Linked DNA regions of Triticum aestivum: region 2 is linked to region 1. Evidence: chromatin contacts called from public Hi-C data. All regions are on one chromosome and are shown on one strand. The core of a region is the stretch at or near the end of the contact, and the rest is flanking DNA. Distances in the headings are between cores, read along the strand shown. Region 1 holds the start of LOC123045831 (putative pentatricopeptide repeat-containing protein At1g13630). Region 2 holds the start of LOC123045860 (probable cytokinin riboside 5'-monophosphate phosphoribohydrolase LOGL10).

Region 1 (6,341 bases), core at 1,834-4,333:
ATTGTCTACTTGTTAGCAATTTTGCCGATGATGTTGTAGTTGATCCGTGCATGCTATGATATTGTTCTTGCCATGTCTAGCTTGTATTTTGTGTATTCTTGATGGGTGTATGCTTAGATTATCATGACTTGCTCCGTGGTGAGTGCATCGAGCTCTTAAACATGCCTACTTGATATATGTTTTCAGCATGCTCCACTTTTCACTAAGTCCGTGATTTGATTATGTTTTTGCCATGTTCACATGCTTGCAAATGTATTTTCTGATCCCTTTTGGCTCAAGGTCACTAAGGGACTTTTGTTAAGCTCTTTGAGTAGCTCCATGTCATTCTTTAATTTTCCATGTTCATGTCCTGTAGCATGTAGTTTTGTTGCTCCGAAGAGTGCTATCTGATCTGAAATTCCAGACAAGTGTTAATTTCACTAAGTCTGAGATCTGTTTACCATATGCATTTTTGCCATGCGTGTTTGAACCTGTTAATGGATGAATTGGCCGTAGCTCAGTGCTAGACTTTTGTTAAGCATCTTGAATGCATCCCTGCCATGTATTTTGATGCCATGTTTGGGTGTTGTAGCATGTTTATCTCGTTGCATTTAGATGGCTACTTGCTGTAAAATCGCAGAACGTGGCCATATTTGAATTGCTTGCCATTTCCAAACCGTAACTTCGATTCCTGCGTTCTTTATATCGTTTTCAAGAGATTTCATCTCATCTTTCCAGTGGCACACTTGGATTTCCAATTTGAGGCCAGGTTCATGCATCCCTTGTCAAATCTTGCATATGCATCCCACATCGCATCCCGCATAGCATACCATCTTTGCATCATATTGTTCGAGCTTTGCACGTGGTTAATTGTGTTCCATTTGCTTGTTTGTCTTGTTTGGGTAGAGCCGGGAGACGAGTTCGCTAACGAGGAGCCCGTTGAGTTTGCTTTCGAGGATCCAGTCAACTCTAACAACTTTGCAGGCAAGATGATCATACCCTCGAAATCACTACTATCTTTGCTTTGCTAGATGCTCGCTCTTTTGCTATGCCAATGCTACGATGCCTAACACTTGCTTTCAAGCCTCCCAAATTGCCATGTCAAACCTGTAACCCACCATGCCCTAGCAAACCATTGTTTGGCTATGTTACCGCTTTGCTCAGCCCCTCTTATAGCGTTGCTAGTTGCAGGTGAAGATGGGAGACCGTTCCTTGTTGAAACATTTATTTACTTGTTGGGATATCATTATATTGCCATGTTATCTTAATGCATCTATATACTTGGTAAAGGGTGGAAGGCTCGGCCTCTCGCCTAGTGTTTTGTTCCACTCTTGCCGCCTTAGTTTCCGTCATATCGGTGTTATGTTCCCGGATTTTGCGTTCCTTACGTGGTTAGGTTATAATGGGAACCCCTTGATAGTTCGCCTTGATTAAAGCTTTCCCAGCAATGCCCAACCTTGGTTTTACCATTTGCCACCTAGCCCCTTTTCCCTTGGGTTTCCGGAGCCCGAGGGTCATCTTATTTTAAACCCCCCCCCCTCCCCGGGCCAGTGCTCCTCTGAGTGTTGGTCCACCTCGTCAGCCGCCGGTGGCCACCAGGGGCAACTCTGGGCTGGCCTACCGGAAGTTTGGACAATCTGAGTGTGCCCTGAGAACGAGATATGTGCAGCTCCTATCGGGATTTGTCGGCACATTCGGGCGGTGTTGCTGGATTAGTTTTAACCTGTCGAAGTGTCTTGAAGAACCGAGGTACCGAGTCTGATCGGAACGTCTCGGGAGAAGGTCTATTCCTTCGTTGACCGTGAGAGCTTGTCATGGGCTAAGTTGGGACTTCCCAGCAGGGATTTGAACTTTCGAAAGCCGTGCCCGCGGTTATGGGCAGATGGGAATTGTTAATGTCCGGTTGTAGATAACTTGAACCTTAACTTAATTAAAATGAATCAACTGAGTGTGTTACCGTGATGACCTCTTCTCGGCAGAGTCCGGAAAGTGGACACGGTGTTGGAGTAATGCTTGCGCAGGTTGCCCTCTAGTTTCTCGTTGGCGCTTTGCCTCCTCTTCTCGCTCTCTTTTGCGCACAGGATAGCCACCATATATGCTAGTCGCTTGCTGCAGCTCCACATATATTTACCTTACCTTACCTATAAGCTTAAATAGTCTTGATCGCGAGGGTGCGAGATTGCCGAGTCCCTGTGGCTCACAGATTACTATTACATCATATGCATGGCCTGATGATTCCGCTTCAGGTGACGCGCTTGAGCTCAAGTGGGATTCGACGAGGACTCTCAACGTTACTATGTTTCCTTTCCTGATGATCAGTAGTGGAGCCCAGTTGGGGATGATCGGGACCGTGTCGTATGTTGGGTTATTTTTTATTTTGGCGCCGTAGTCGGGCCATGAGTGTTTGAATGATATAATGTTATTTATGTACTTGATTGACGTGGCGAGTGTAAGCTAACTATGTTATCTCCCCTTTTATTATCTATATATTACATGGGATGTTGTGAAAATTGACTAACTTGCGACATATGCCTTCAATGCGATTATGTCTCTAAGTCGTGTCTCGACACGTGGGAGCTATAGTCGCATCGAGGGTGTTACAGGTATCCCCAGCCCACTAGAATTCAAATCCTGATGCTCGCATTTATTCCTGGATTTATTTCAGGATTTCCGGCGATGTGCATTCAGTAGGAGGAGATGTTCCGACAACGAGGTGCCTACGGTGACTTCGTAAATTTCAAGATGATATGTCGTCTGAGTCATTCGGAGGTGCTCATAGAGGTAGGATGTGTGTGTGCGTTCATAAGGGCAAATGTATACGCGTGTATATGAGCGATTGCGTTTGTACTGTGTTAAAAAAAAGTGCCACCAACGCACCGCCTGCGTAGCGTTTTCTTTTTCTTTTTCTTTCCTTTTTGTTTTTGAGATGAGCGTAGCGTAGCGTCTCTCTGGTGGGAAGCCCTGCTCACCCCGACGCGACCTCGGCCTTTGCGCACTCGAGCTGGGCTTTTCTCTCCACCCGAACGGGCTGCATCTGCGCTGTATGGGCTATCAGCCCAGGCTTCCCGAACGGTCGGTTTTCTCCGGGTCGGAGCGGGAGCTGTTGCCGACGGGCCCTGAGCTCGGCCTGCTTCCCCTCTGGCTCTCTCCTTGGCTTAAACCCCGACCACACGCAGCCGCCGCCGGCGATCCTCCTCCCTCCTCCCATGTTGTACGCCGCCGTGGCAGCTCCGCGGAGGCACACGGAAGCTCAACGCGAGGGAAGCTCGAGCTCGACGACCTCCACACAGTAGCCCGCAGCGCGCGCCCCCGCCATGAGACCCTGCCCCTTCGGATGCGCTTCCGACCGCCCATTCCCCTCCGCCTCCTCCTGCCTCAACTCTGGCGCCGCCCTTCGCCTCCTCTCGCATATATCCCTAGGCCCATATCCTCATATCCCTCCGCGGCAGCCGTGGCGGCGGCAACGGATTCCGAGGAGGACGCCGTGGTTGCTAGGGATCCACGGCTAGCGCCTCATTTTGTGGGCAGGCCAGGAGGGTCGCCTAGGTTTGGGGAGAGCAAGGCGGAGTCCGTTAGAAAGGCCTCGATTGCCGCGCGGTTCAAGCTCTGCTATGAACTGCTGCGGCAGAGGAGGTGGCGGGAGATGCGGGGCGGCTTGGCGCAGGTGGTCAGCGAACAAGGTGAGCTCCCTACGGATTTGTATTATAGCTGGCACTATCTCTTTGGATAGTATGCAAACACGCTTATTCATCTTTTGAATTTGGATTGATATGGCAAGGGGGTTGTGTTATTCCAGGGTCATGACCATTTTATCATGTACACCAGAGAAAAAACTGAAATATTAGTGAAAGCACAAGTGTGTAAAATTCCTCTGTTCGTGAATAAATGGATACTGTCGTCATGCATACACAGATATTCTTCTATATGCCTTTAACAATATAATTGCCAGCTGTAATCTTGGTCATACTATTTTTAGTGCTTGTTGCCTTGACATGTGCAGCAACATATAACAGTTAAAGCTCACAGTTCTCACATTTCATTGTATTGCCCTTTCTACTCTAGGATCCGGGTCTGCAGCCATTCTCTGTGATATCTTGTGGAGTGAGTTCAGAGAGTATGATTCCAGCGGTGTTGTATGGGATGCTCTAGCAAATAGTTATGCAAGAACTAAGATGGTTCATGATGCTCTTTACGTTCTCAGTAAAATGAACAGCCTGAATATGCAAATATCAGTTTCCACCTATGATAGTTTATTGTATGGTCTACGGAAGACAGACATGGCATTGGAGCTTTTTGATGAAATGGAGGCATATGGTATCTCTCACAGCGAATATTCACATAGCATTCTCATCGATGGCCTCTGCAAGCAAAATAAAGTTGGAGAGGCTTTATCTTTCCTTCAAGAGGCAAGGGAAGGGGGGACGTTTAGACCATTGGGAATGTCCTTTAACACTCTGATGTCTGCATTGTGTAACTGGGGATTTATTCAGCCTGCAAAATCATTTTTATGTCTGATGCTGAAGTATGGATTAAAGCCTAACAGGTATACCTATTCTACTCTTATACATGGTCTGTGTAAAGTAGGTTGCCTAGATGAAGCAGTGGATCTTCTTGAGAGAGTGACAAAAGAAGGAATGAAACTCGAGACTGTCACCTACAACAGCCTTATTAATGGTTATCGATTGCTTGGTTTGACAAGAGAAATTCCGAAAATAATTCAGTTTATGAGATACCAAGGGATTGAACCTGATCTTGTTACTTATACCATACTTATTGCTGGTCATTGTGAAGGTGGTGATGTTGAAGAAGGGATGAAGATAAGAAAGGACATCCTAGACAAAGGGCTGCAGTTGAATATTGTCACATACAGTGTCCTTCTCAATGCTCTCTTCAAAAAGGGTTTGGTCTATGAGGTGGAGAACTTACTTGGTGAGATATATAGTATTGGTCTAGATATGGATGTCATTGCATATTCCATCCTCATCCACGGCTACTGCAAGCTAGGCGAAATTGAAAGGGCACTAGAAGTTTGTGATGTTATGTGCTGTTCTCAGAAGGTAGTGCCAACCTCACTGAACCATTTATCAATTCTTCTTGGACTTTGCAAGAAAGGACTTCTAGTTGAAGCAAGATGGTATTTGGAAAATGTAGCTAGCAGATATCAGCCAGGTGATGTAATACTTTATAATGTAGTTATCGATGGTTATGCAAAGGTTGGCGATATTGGTAATGCTGTCTGTCTGTATGATCAGATTGTTGTGGCTGGTATGAATCCAACCATTATCACATGTAATTCTCTTCTGTATGGCTATTGCAAATTTGGGGATTTACACGCTGCAGAGAGCTATTTCAGGGCTATTGAGATAAGTAATCTGCTGCCAACAGCAGTAACATACACGACCTTTATGGATGCACTCTCTGAAGCTGGAAAAGTTGACACTATGCTCAGTTTTTTTTATGAAATGGTGGGAAAAGGGATCAAGCCAAATGCTGTAACTTACAGTGTTGTTATTAAAGGACTATGTAAGCAGCTCAGATTCCGTGATGCTATCCATTTTCTGAACAATATGGATGGAGCCGACCCAATAACTTACAATACGCTTATACAAGGGTTTTGCGAAGCACAGGACATCCAGATGGCTTTCTGCATACATGACCGTATGTTATGCTGTGGTCTAGTGCCCACACCTGTTACTTATAACTTGCTTATCAATGTGCTGTGCTTGAAGGGGAAAGTTATTCAAGCAGAAATGCTATTGGAATCCCTCAGAGAAAAGGGCATTGAATTGAGAAAATTTGCATACACAACAGTAATCAAAGCTCAGTGTGCAAAAGGAATGCCTTACGATGCCATTTCATTAGTTGGTAAGCTTATTGATGATGGTTTTGAAGCTTCTATTGAAGACTTCAGTGCTGCAATCAATCGACTTTGCAAAAGGAAATTTCCTAAAGAAGCCATCATGTTCATTCCGATTATGTTATCTGTTGGTGTTTTCCCGGACATTCGAGTTTATTTTGTGCTTGTTAGAGCTCTGCGAAAAAGTAACATGCTTTGCTATATACCCATATTGCACGCACTTTCTGTCAAAACTGGTATATAGTACCCTGATCATGTAAGTGAGATTGCTTTTTTTCTTCATGTAGATAACATTGCATTGCATGGTTAATTCTTACTATAATCTCTAATACCCGTTGGTGATGTACAGGTATTGAGAGTTAAAGACTTGGAGGTTCTGTGTCCTCAAATGTTTGTATAGATGAGGATTCAGGACAGTGCAACGTAGGCAGCGAGGGTGGTGCTGTAGGCTGCGGCGTTGCAATCTGTCGGCAGTCCAGCACCTGTCCATGTTGGCTAGCCAGTG
Region 2 (6,341 bases), core at 1,641-4,140, 230 kb after region 1:
AAGGATTGACATGAACCTGTTCAAATCAATCTGGGGCCTAATGTTGGGGATATTACTACTGGGCGTAAACCGGCCTATCTGGGCCGGGTTAACTTCATCAGTAGTTAAGTATGTTAAAGCCCATGAAGGTAGATGAGGGCTAAAAGCCCATGATCGGTTTAAGGCCTGTAGCCATAAACCGGATACATCTATGAGCCGGTATTGGGATGTAACTTGTATTGTAAGTTAGGAATAAGTAGAGACCAAACCGGATACATCTATGAGCCGGTATTGGGACTGGATGAACCGACGGGCGTCACCCGTGTATATAAGGGGACGACCCGGCGGCGGTTCAAGGACAACAGACAACAACTCGAGACTTAGGCGAAGCTTGTTTGCTCCCTAGTCATCGAAACCCCATCAATTCCATCACAACTAGACGTAGGCTTTTACCTTCATCGAAGGGGCCGAACTAGTATAAACTCTCTTGCGTCCCTATGTCCGCTTTAACCCCTTCAAGCTAACCCGTCGCGATGGCTCCACGACTAAGTCCTTTCTCTAGGACATCTGCCGTGACAAAACCACGACAGTATGTGTGGTGAATCCTCGATGGGATGGCAGTCTGCGGTGGTGCCGTTCTGGGAAGGCCTTTGGTGTGCTCCGGGCTCGCACCGCTGGTGGTGCTCCGGCAAGATCTATGTGGGACAGCATGTGGCGTCTTTTGGTTCTGATTTGGTGGTGGTGTGTTGGGGACTTCGTTCCCTCACATAGGTGTTCATCTTTCTCAATGAAAGTCTTGTTCGGCCTTGGTCGGGGCTGGTAGCAAATGATGCCTTTGGGTATGATTGTCCTTGTTGGGGGCATCATCGAGGGGATCCACCACCTCTTCCATCCTCAAGATCTTGCCTCCCGGTGAAAACCGTGATTCGCTTGATTGGATCGATAATGGTGGCGCCCGTGGCGTTGTTACTTCGTTGGAAGCATCGTCTTGGAGTCAAGTCTTGGACTGAGCCTCGGGTTAGTGGTGATGTGTTTGGTCTTGAGCGGGCATCGATTTGGTGAGCGTGGAGCCGATGGTGGTGCATCCCGCTAGGACTTGTTGCCTGGCCGACGGTGGTTGGCAGTAGCAGCACCGTTCACATGCAAGGGGCATCAGGTGGGTTATGTCGTCCATCCTCTTGGGATCGGAGCGCCATATGTTTTGCTATGTAGGACATATCGTTCCTCTTCGATGTCGTCGAGGTTGCAGATATGCTTGTGGCTACCCGACTAATACGACAGTTTTTGTTGCACACTTTTTTTATAAACTTCTTCTCCTTTATTCATTCATAAGTAAAGTAGCATCATTTACAAGTAAAGGGATAACCTCATCAGGGGCGTTATCCATCCAAACACTCGGAGAAAAAAACCTAACTAACCTTGCTAGTTCATGAGCTACTCAATTACGTTCCCTATTACAATGATCATAAATGACATGGGAAAAACCTAATGACATAAAATAACAGTCATCTATAATGGATGAAGCGACTGAAGATGAGTAGCCTTGGCTCAATGCATTCACCACCTCCATGCTATCCGAATTCACTTCAATCTTACTGCATCCGACGGTATTAGCAAGATTCAAACCAAACCTCACTGCAATTGCTTCTGCTGTGAACGAGTCGAAGCAAAGGTCCATCTTTTCATTAGCAGCCGCTATAAATTCCCCCTTATGATCCCGGATAACTGCTCCAAATGTTGTTGCGTGTGTCACTATCAAATCCCGCGTCAACGTTTAATTTCACGTAAACATACTTTGGTTTCAGCCAAGCATCTGAACGGACGTGAGCCTTTGGGCTATAAGAGATGATATAATTTGCTACTAAGCCTCTCATTGACATATTGATTTTACATGCGCTTAGAGTTTCTTCGTCATGTTTCAATTTTCGCCTTTCATACCACAAATACCAAGCCGTCGTTGCCATCGTTTCTCTGAACTTCGGCAAGCCCAACACTTGGATTTGTTGTTCTGGAAGGCACAAAAGATGTGCCAACACAAGCTCACCTGCCTTGTCAACTTTCAATGCATGTTTGATAACAAGCTCAAGACCGAGCAACTTCCACACGTCCATTGCCAATTTGCATTCAAAGTTCAAACAACATATGTCTTATGTCATCAGGCCCCTGGTTACAGGCTGGGCAGCTCGGATTTATTTTCAAGTGCTTATTAGCCAGGATAGATCGACAGGGAATAGCACTCTGAAGTACGCGCCACATAAATATTTTTATCTTTGCTGGGCAGACTAAGTTCCATACCAAGTCCCATGTATAAGATGGGTTTGAAGCTCGAGCCGTTTATTCCAACTTGTGCCCAAATTGAAATTCTCATTTTGTATGGTATGTAGATCACACCGTGAAAGTCCCTGACTTTGGTAGCAACGAAGAAGCTCGAGTGCCCGGTCGGGTATGTTCTCGGATGTTGACCTTTCTGGCGTTTTGAATGTCGAGGTGTTGTTTATGTTTTCGCCCGGTTTTCCTTGATAAACCGACCAGTCCTTTACTTTCTTCTTTTTTGGCGCTCATCTTTTTGCGGTGCATTCCTCCTTTGCGAGTGTTCTTATAACACTCATTTCTAATCAATGGATTTGGTAGCTCGAGCCTAAACGACCCAGGGAGGGAGGATAATCCCCGTTCCGCTTTGACGCGGCAAAACCGATAAGGTGAGTCACCCGTGCATTGCATCGATAGACAGACAGCCCATCCTGTCCATTTCACGGAAAAGCCCTCGCCATCTTGGCTGGGTGGATCCGTGGATGGATGGAGGAGTGTTTTTCCTCCATGTGCGCGCATTTATTTTGCTTCCCTTCCCTTTGCTTCCGTCCCTTTCAGTTCCCATTCTACTATCGTCTCTCTCCCCTCCCCACTATTATATAGCCATGGGTGGCGCACTGCCTCCCTCCCTCCATCCACAAGGCCTTCCTTCCTTCCTTCCTTGTGTTTGTGCTAGCAGCGCACGCACCCCACACCACCACGACAATCACCCTCCAAGCGCGACTCCTGCGTGCTTGCTTGCTAGAGTCGAGCACCACCTACCCAGGCAGCTAGCCAGAGCGAGGAGATAGAGAGCGATGAGGCAGTCGAGGTTCAAGAGGATCTGCGTCTTCTGCGGCAGTAGCCAGGGCAAGAAGAGGAGCTACCATGACGCCGCCATTGAGCTCGGCAACGAGCTGGTAACCATGCTTTACTAGCCACACTCACCACTCTCCCTACCTCTATGCGCGTGCGTAGTCACACCATATATATTTCTGAACCGGCCGGGCCGGCTAGTCACTTACACCATATGAATTTGCAATTTACTTTGCTGCCCAACTTTTGTCAAAATTTGCCCCGCTTGCGGCTTGCCTTCCTCCTCCACAACAATTCCACAAAAGTCATTCCTCCCCTGTGCTCGTCAAACATCGCCGGCCCTACCGCATTCACGGCTCCATTAAATCGAAATTGAATTATAGCCATGCTAGCTCTGTTCTGCCCCCCACCCTCTTGATCGATCGCGTTCAAGAAGCATGTTTCATCTGTACCGGCCGTTGAGGAGGAGTTTAACCGTGCAGTTTTCCTATTTGAATTTACTGGGTGGTGACTTGGCACGTTGCTGTGGCAGGTGGCGAGGGGCGTGGACCTGGTGTACGGCGGGGGGAGCATCGGGCTCATGGGCATGGTGTCCCAGGCGGTGCACGACGGCGGCAGGCACGTCATAGGGTATGTAACAATCTCAGCTCAGCTTGGCTCTTCTTCTTTTTCTCATTTTGCTAGCTAGCTGGGCTGGCCTGGTGGATGCATGTGCTGATCGCTTGTTTTGTCATCTTGTTGTCCACGCGCAGTGTCATTCCCAAGACCCTCATGACCCCAGAGGTATGTCCGCTACTCGTGCATGTCTACAACTACTAGGAGCGAATATCCTGTGTACTAGATGCATGCTTTTAAATTAATTAATTAATTAATTAACTGGAGATTCAAAAAAAACCTGAAAGAACGTAGTGTCTCGCTAATTTTGAAGCTGAAACTCGATTTGCTTTTCTAGATGATCAGACAAAATTGGCCAGCAACATGTAGTACTAGCAACTTCCCACGCGTACCAAACAGACCGACATTCTCCGCCGTCCATGGCCTGCCGTGGCTCGTCCGAAAGATCTTGGGCATGCCAGTTGGGTCCCTGCTCGTACTACCTGCAGCTTGCAAACGCTTGCTTCTGTTGGAGCCAATCATGGCAACGTGCTAACGTTCGGGACTTGTTTATGTCGTCGCTGTTAGTGTTAGGGCGTAGAGTCACTAATAATCAAATGGGCTTGGGAGTTTGAAGCACTCCTGCCGGTGCTGCAGTCCCAGGGGACATGGCACTTGGGTGTGCAAAAGAAAAGAATACCCTCTACTACCACTCCTACCTGGAGGAGGAGCAGCTGTGATCAAGAGGTAGCAGTATGCTTTTGGCACAAATCCAGATCTCGGCGTGAGGATAAACTACTAGTGGCGCAAAAAGCGCAGCTGTACACTAGTAGTAGAGCAATCTCTTGCCACCAAAAGCCTTGCCATGGCAGCATATTGGGTTATTAGCATCATCTCCTTTCTAATCTGCCTGCTAGGGGAAAAGAGATATTGCCTTCTTTGGCTGCCCGGCCCTCATGTTTTCTTCAGAATAATGCGTTTCCAAAAGATAAATGAAATGCTCGTCCATGATACGCACTAGGGTTACCGTATCGTATTGTGGTTTATCCTATACTACTATGTCACATCACTGGTAGATGGTGTGCTCAGAAACAATTAAATCGTACGTGCTTCAGAGGACTCTCATGTTCATGCATATCCAGAGTCGTTTTTCTTTTATGTTGGCTGTGGCTTTTTGCGTGGTCCTCAGCCTCCTGCTAGTCCTTTCAACCTTGCCCAAGGGGGTAAAAAAGAGAGAGGATATTTGAAGCAGCTAATGACATTTTCGGCCCCCTTTGAGCACAATCATGCCCCGTCTTGGGAATGTGCTAGTGTTTGTCTCCGCAGATCAAATACTATGTCGCCAAACACGAAGAGACCAAGCATGCATCATGGCATGGCAGAGACTTATTTCCTTTGCAGCAATGTTGATGTTTTCTCTGTGTCTGTTTCAGATAAGCGGTGAGACGGTGGGGGAGGTGAGGGCAGTGGCGGACATGCATCAGAGGAAGGCAGAGATGGCAAGGCACTCTGACGCCTTCATAGCCCTGCCTGGTGAGTCACACCAACTCAGCACACACATGTAACCATATTAGCCTGCCTGCCTGCATCTTTACCTCGTCTGGATCTGGATCAGGTGAATATATAGAACATTCATTGCTCTGCAGAAATCAATGGCAGGTTACAGTCAAGTGGTAGATCAGGCTGTAACTTGGGGCATTTTTCACATGTCTATCCAAAAAATGAAAGCTAGCTCCAGATCCCATGCATGAATCTGGGTCCAGCTAGCTAGCTGGTGTAAATTCCCAATAATTGGGGCAAACGTTTTAGCAGTAGCATCGCCCCCACCGGGTACATGCATGGAGGTGTCGAGCCGCTGAGAGCCGCTCGTGTTGCACGTCCTGCTGTGCGATGTACAACGAACCAGTAGCAGATTATTCACGTGACTTGTGTCAATGCAGGAGGATATGGTACGCTGGAGGAGCTACTCGAAGTGATTACATGGGCGCAGCTCGGCATCCATCACAAGCCGGTACGGGCTGCCACTGTCCTTTCTGTCGATCCTTCCTTGAGGTTGAAACTGAGAAATGCCTGAACGAACGCGATGTTGCTTGCTTTGCTTCAGGTTGGGCTGCTGAACGTGGACGGGTACTACAACTCGCTGCTGACCTTCATCGACAAGGCCGTGGAGGAAGGGTTCATCAACACCAGCGCGCGCCGCATCATCGTGCTCGCCCCCACGGCCGAGGAGCTCATGGAGAAGCTCGAGGTACATACATATTTTCTGACCCTGAACCTGAACCTGAACCTGAACTCGCGCGTGTAAAATTATGCATCTGACGATGAGACTGCTTGTTTCTGCTCAGAACTACGTGCCTTACCACGACAGGGTGGCGTCGAAGCTCAACTGGGACATAGCGGCGGAGATAGGGCACCTAGGGTACTGACCAGGACGTTGTGGGTGCAGACCAAGGGCGAGGCCGGCCAGCCGGTTGCCATGCATGCATGTGTTTAACTCTGATGATGATGATGCGGATTTGCAGTGCAGGATTGATGAAGGGGTTTCCGTTGTTTGATTGTTGTAGTAGTAGTAGCAAATTATGTGAGCGTGCGTGCGTTTTGTATATGTTGTGCTTCCATCGGGGACAGCTCAAGGATATTGTAAAACCTGACCGGTTTCAAGC

The links. A called contact is a pair of places that touch in the nucleus more often than the background predicts.
Region 2: a contact with region 1 is called in a Hi-C map of leaf, with 2.9 times the contacts expected there. The contact joins the promoter of LOC123045860 here to the promoter of LOC123045831 in region 1. A contact is called at or near these places in 2 of 5 Hi-C or Micro-C datasets (both in leaf) and 1 of 1 datasets of contacts at active chromatin or transcription factors (leaf).

The regions. Positions count from the first base shown.
Region 1 is chr1A:278,358,751-278,365,091 of IWGSC CS RefSeq v2.1, forward strand. LOC123045831 (putative pentatricopeptide repeat-containing protein At1g13630) reads left to right here and starts at 3,084. Exons shown (of 4, transcript XM_044469075.1): 1 at 3,084-3,659; 2 at 4,042-6,092; 3 at 6,186-6,341. The coding sequence starts at 3,314. The coding sequence ends at 6,080.
Region 2 is chr1A:278,591,903-278,598,243 of IWGSC CS RefSeq v2.1, forward strand. LOC123045860 (probable cytokinin riboside 5'-monophosphate phosphoribohydrolase LOGL10) reads left to right here and starts at 2,891. Exons shown (of 7, transcript XM_044469086.1): 1 at 2,891-3,188; 2 at 3,617-3,714; 3 at 3,837-3,867; 4 at 5,112-5,211; 5 at 5,619-5,689; 6 at 5,783-5,926; 7 at 6,024-6,341. The coding sequence starts at 3,087. The coding sequence ends at 6,104.